Linked DNA regions of Mus musculus: region 2 is linked to region 1. Evidence: chromatin contacts called from public HiChIP or PLAC-seq data. All regions are on one chromosome and are shown on one strand. The core of a region is the stretch at or near the end of the contact, and the rest is flanking DNA. Distances in the headings are between cores, read along the strand shown.

Region 1 (2,997 bases), core at 170-2,669:
TAGAGTGGAGATAGCATAGTCAGCCACCATACCATGGGTTCTACGGCCCACAGATTCAACCAACCATGGAGGAGAAATATTCAGGGGAGGAGAGCTTGCCTGGGACACATAAAGCCCTCAGTTCAATTGGAAATTTAGTTGGGGGAGTAAAGGAAACAGTTCAGAGCAAAACCAAATAAATGCGCATGACTCATTGGGAACCACAGCGCTCACCAGGAAGGTGGCTGGTTGGCTGGTTGGTTTTGTTTTGTTTTGTGGAGTTTTTGAGACAGGGTCTCTCTATGTAGTTCTGGCCACCCTAGAGTTCTCTATGTAGACCAGGCTGGCCTTCGACTCACAGACATCTGCTTGCCTCTACCTCCCAAGTGCTGGGATTAGAGGCATGTGCTGCCATGGTTGTCCTGAAAGCTGCTGTTTTGGAGGGTGGCATCAGTGAGCAGCGACAGATTCCACTTACACACCTGGCTCGTGTGTGGTCTGCTACTGCGCGGTTATCCTCACAGAATGGCCCAGAACTCGAGAGAGGAAGAGGCAGGTAGTTCAGAAGGTCCACAGTTGAAGCGAAGGCTCTAAGAACCCAGTCCCTTTCCTTTGCCTGCCTTCCTGTGGGAGAAGGAACTTTCCAGACTCTCTGCCTGGTTAAAGGGAATCGACTCCCTTACAACCCTGGTCGAACCCAAGTCCGCAAGAACCAAAAACTGATGTGACAGGCTCAGCTCCGCTTAAACTGTTAGACCCTCTGAAGAGCCGGGAGACCAGCTGAACCCTGGGTTAGGGAGGTGGCCTGCAGCCACCCAGACTTGGAGCATCAGAGCCACCTGCTCAGAGAAGCCCCCTGTGGCCCAGGGGCTTCCTTCAGAAGCCTACGCAGAGGGACCCTGGAAACCCAGCACTGAGATTGGGCCTTGTGAAAAATGCCGGTGTTGTTTAGCTGGTGGAATGCTGATCTGTCGCTGGGAATATTGTTTTGTTTAGTGTAGCCTCTGGGTGGGGCTTCCAAAATCTCCTTCCAGGATGACCCTCCACCCTAACCCAGCTGGAAACCTAACTAAAGAAAAAGCTGGGAAACACGCAGTCATTCACTGCCTGAGTGGGAGGAGTGTGTGTGGGGGGGTGCTTCTAGCCAAGGTCGGAAAGGAGCGGCCTGAGAAGGGAAGGAAGGAAGGAAGGAAGCGCCCAGGCTCTGCCCAGACTTCTTCCAACACTCAGGACCCAGGAGAAGCTAGGCTCGGCTCTCCCTGGGTTTTTATGCTGCTGTCTGGAAAGTCTCCGTCTTCCAGCACCTACTGCCCCCTGTGGCTGACTTCTCTCTCTACGCCCCTCCCCCAGACTAACAGGCCGAAGGGACCGACCTGGAACTGAGTGGCTGCACTGTGGGCTTGCCTGCTCCTTTCCCTCCCCATCCCTCCCCTTAGTAGCAACGTCACCGCAGCCCAGCCGCCGTGGCAGCAGCAGCAGCAAGAAGACAGGCTGAGATTGCGCAGCCTCCCTGCATTAGCTCGGGATGCCATTGTACTAACAGAAATCAGATCTCAGGGTATCAGCCCGGTCCCCCTTGTGCGATCTCGAGGACCAGTGATTCAGCTGCCATTGTCGAGGTAGGGCGCGACGGGCGTGCAAAAGGAACGGGAGCCACCAGGTCCAGCTCGAGGCTCCTTGCAGAGGAATGGCTCTGGGGTGGGGGGTGGGAGGTCACTGCTGGCAGAGGCCGGATCAGCATCAGCATCTGGGCTCTGGCTTCTGAAGGGTGGCTTTGTCTTTCGGAAAGGGAGAGTGACAGCAAGCGGAGACAAACTCATCTCTGCATGCATGCATGGGCCGGGCAAGAAAGAGGCTTGGGCTGATGCTATCTATCTGTGCTGTTTGGTCAAGAAACAAGATCCTTTTCTCTTCCTTCCTTCCTTCCTTCCTTCCTTCCTTCCTTCCTTCCTTCCTTCCTTTCTTTCTTTCTATCTGGGTATTTCTAATGAAGCTGCTGTAGCTGCAGCTTTCAAATCTGGACACAAAGGCTGAATGGGTGGAGACCCTTCTACAGCTCGTGGAAGTTTATGCTGAAAACCATGCAGGAATCTATGCATTCTTATCCAGAAGGTTGGGTGGCTTTTCCTCCCCACACATGCATACTTGTATGCACACAGACATATCCATTGTAGAAGCTGCCAGGCTCTGGGATTGGTTGCAGTAAGAATGAATGCAAATGCCCTACAGCGTATGGAGAGAGGGATGCTGAAGGCACCTGACCTCTTATGTTATACTCAGCCCTGCTCTACAGAGCAGCTTCCTAGCAGGAAGGGACCAAAGCACAAGCTAAACCAATGCCCCCTGATCCACCATACCGCCCTCTTCCCTTCGTCCTGCCCTAGAGAAGACTGTCAGCCCCACAGAGGCTCTCCGAAGGACCTCAGGTCAAGGTCAGATCACTAAAGTATAACAATGAATGCCTTTGCCTCCCTCCCTGCTAGCTCTGAAGAAACCAGAAAAGCAGCAACTAGGTACTGTGACCAACAGAGGGATGCTGTTGGGTGAACAAAGACAGGAAGCGGCCTTCTGGAGTTGTCTTGCCCGTAGGCAGACAGATCCTTAGCCCTGTTTCCACCATTCACCCGGTAGTCAACTTGGAGATTAGACGGGAGTTTTACAATGTGTGACTGGGCATTTCGGGAGTGTCCTGAGAGTAGGTTAGTTCCCAGCAAGCCAAGAACTGTGAACAGCACAGTGGAGCAAGGGGGAAGTGTCGTGAGAACCATGAATGGGCCAGGATGAGGCAGAAGCCTGAGAACTGGGGCCTGAAGGGCAGGAAACAGGATTGACCAATGTGAGAACATGGGACGAAAGGGGCCGCAGGTTCAGACTAGTTGATAGAGCTTATATAAGTGGTCACGGCAGTGGGCACCATGGAATAGTAGGAAACAGCTGTGTGAGGGTGATGGCCGGACTTGAGGGAGAGGACTGGCCTCAAGCCCTTGAGAATGAGTGGTAGTAGACACCCTCGAGAGG
Region 2 (2,997 bases), core at 202-2,701, 550 kb after region 1:
ATGCTTGTCCTCTGCACGCAGTAGGCGGTTCCTCTGTGCTCAGCTGTCTCCTTAGGGCCTTGCAGTTCTGGTTCCTCTGAAATAGCTTTCTAGAGATTCTAGGTGTGACAGGGACTTTTCCTGGGTCATTTGACTATTTCCATCGGAATTTGTCGGCAAAATGGAACAGAGAATTGAACAGAGTCAGAATCCCAACCCAGCACTAAAAGCTCGTTTAAGTCAGATGAGTACCAGTATCCACTCTACTCCTGCTTGGAAGTGCTAGGATGTGGGAAGTGTATTTGCTGGCCATGGAGAGAGGGAATGGCTGGGGGGTGGGCGTGGGCGGGCGTGCATTTAGCTCTGCGCTAACCTACTGGATACATCTGAGCTCCGTGCTGCAGGGTCTGGCCAGGTGTGGTGGTACAGACCTGACCTACAATGGGAGGTACACCGAGACTCCATCTGACAAACAATAACCTAAAAGTAAAATACATTTAAATTCATAGAAATAGGTACTGCTGGGGGTGTCTGTGGTCACAGCACTAGGGAGGTAGAAGCAGGAAGATCAGAACTTTAAAATCATTCTCGGCTATGTAGGGCACAAAGGTAAAGTCTCACTGTTTAGACCAGGCCAATCTTAACTCACAGAGATCTGCGTGCTTCTGTTTCCCAAGTGCTAAGAATAAAGGCATGAGCCACCATGTCTGGCCCAAATAAATGTATCTTTTAAATATATATGTATCCAGGGAGGGGGAGGCAAAGTGTCCTTGTAATCTGTGAATCATTAACTTTTTATGGTGAGAAAAATGTGTTTTGAATTAACCAGGGGGTCTCGGTTTAGATGACGCCAACATGTGGGGGTGCTGGATCCAAACTCAGGTGGGGAATTTGGGTTGGTCTCAAAGGCAGTGGGGTTCAAGAGGATAGGTCCAAGTCGGGCAGCGGCACCACCCTGGGGCGGTTGGAGTTGGAGGGCCGGAAAGTGTTCAGTTACAACCTGGGGATGCATAGCGGGACAGGGTCCTAAGAAGCTGCGATTGGAGCATGGTGTCACTGGGAAGGGGAAGCAGAACTTTGGGGATCTGGGAGGGGGTGGTGTTGCCAAAGACTGAGTCTGGGAGGTTACCGACCCCTGGTGGCGCCGGAGGGAACCGTACCTCACCAGGCCTTCTCCAGGCGTCGGTCGCGCGGGAACCGTGGGGAACTACAGGGAAGGCGTGGACGCCCCTAGGTCTTGCGCGCGCACTTGCTGCTCTAGGAGACAAGGCACGCTCAGAATCAGCATTCGTATCCACATCTGGACCGCCCTAGCCAGCGGCGGAATCCCACCCGGCCAAATGAATTCTAGGGGTGGCCCCCTGCGCCTCCGCCTGCAGCTGCCTTTGCCTTATAAGGCGGGGCCGGGCGGCGCCGGGGGAGTGGCTGTGGCCGCCCCTGCCCCTCCCGGCCCCGGCCAGCTGCTGGGACCCCGCTAGCCAGCGCAGCGCAACGCAGCCGCAGCGGAGCGGAGGAGCGCACACAGCAGGCCATGGGCAAATCAGGTGAGCCACCCATACGGCCCTCCGGGGAGCGGGGATGACGCCTAGACCCTCGCCGTCACCCTGCCCCATCTGGAGCATGATCCCCTGGGAGCCCCTGGAAAGTCCCTGTCACTCTCGCTGCAATGCGGGATCCCTGGGTGCGGGATGGAGAGCGCGCATAGCAAAGTTCCGAGGAGCGGCTGTTTCTGGTTCAACCAGGGGGTGGGGTGGGTGGCGCGGAGGTAGCGGTAAGAACACCGGCTAGGAGAGAAAGAATGAGGGGAATGAGATGGAGGGTCCCTTTGGCTGCGAGCCAGGGATTGCGTCAGCGAGGGTTTCTAAGCGCTGATGGGGATAGCTGAGCCTGCCTAGGCGTGGCTATGCTTTGTCCAGAGGAAGACAAAGTTACAGTGGGAAAAAGACACCAAACCGTGGCAGCATCCCAGGCTGCGAAGCAACTAGTCTGGTTCCACCCAACTAAAGGCAGCTCTGAGACTCCTTTTCGTCTCCTTCTCGCTCACCTCCTGAGGCCCCTCCGTGCCAGGCTGGGTGCTGTGCAGAGCTACTTCCCCTGTGATCTCTGCCCTGCTGCCGCCCACCCTCACTCCTGTGGCTGTAAAGTTTACGTTTCTGAAAAGCCGTTTTCCTGTCGCTCCTTGTTTTTGTCACCTTCCACCCCATTGTCGGCTCTCTGGCCACTGACAGCACCCCCTCTGCCACACAGCTGCGCTGGCTGGCAGGCAGGCACTCAGGTCCTTTCCCCTCCGTGTCCCGGTCCAGTCTTCACTACTCCCATCATCCAGCCTGAAACCCTTCCCATCCTTCTGTGTTCAACTCCTGTGATAGCAGGGGGTCCCATCCATAATCTCTCCCTCCTCCTTCAGAGGGACAGCCCACACCCTGTGTCATTTGTTGTCACTCCTGCATAGATAAGGGACAGGTGGGCAATAGATCTTCTTGCCTCAGTTTCCTCCCTCGTGGGCATCAAGGCTTCCTATTTATTAGAATATCATCCGTGCCTCATGGGAGGCTCTAAAGCAGAGGCTCTCGACTTTGCTGATGCTACAACCCTTTAATTCAGTCCCTCACCTTCTGGCGACCCGCCTTCCACCATAAAATTACATTGTTGCTACTTCATAACTGTAATTTTGATATTATGATTCGGAATATAAATACTATATGATGTGTGGCCCCCCGGGGGGGGCAGTCACCAACCCCAGGGGGTCGCAGCCCACAGGTTGACAACTACTCAGTGGAGTCAGTGGGCTGTCAGCCTCAGGTGAGGATGGCTGAGTCCCTTCATGGAGCTGTCTATCCTCCAGGACCTAGACTCAAGAGATACATGGGGTGTGTGGTCTTTTGTGACCTGGTCCTAACTTGCTTTTCTTCCAAGTGACATGCCTGGCTTTCGATGCTGGACCTATTGATCATTTGCTATGTGATATTAAGCATATTTTTTCCTTCCTCCGTGCCTCAGTTTACCCATCTGTACAAA

What was found. HiChIP or PLAC-seq counts read pairs in DNA pulled down with a chosen protein or histone mark.
Region 2: a contact with region 1 is called in an H3K27ac HiChIP or PLAC-seq map of embryonic stem cells, with 6 read pairs. The contact joins the promoter of Glipr2 here to the promoter of Rusc2 in region 1. A contact is called at or near these places in 3 of 115 datasets of contacts at active chromatin or transcription factors (bone marrow-derived dendritic cells, bone marrow-derived macrophages and embryonic stem cells).

Annotation. Positions count from the first base shown.
Region 1 is chr4:43,405,083-43,408,079 of GRCm38.p6, forward strand. Rusc2 (RUN and SH3 domain containing 2) reads left to right here and starts at 1,420. Exons shown (of 12, transcript NM_199057.3): 1 at 1,420-1,598.
Region 2 is chr4:43,956,251-43,959,247 of GRCm38.p6, forward strand. Glipr2 (GLI pathogenesis-related 2) reads left to right here and starts at 1,452. Exons shown (of 5, transcript NM_027450.3): 1 at 1,452-1,523. The coding sequence starts at 1,511. It overlaps Gm30377 (a long non-coding RNA gene), which reads right to left. Exons shown (of 4, transcript XR_881223.2): 2 at 1,140-1,236; 3 at 1-133.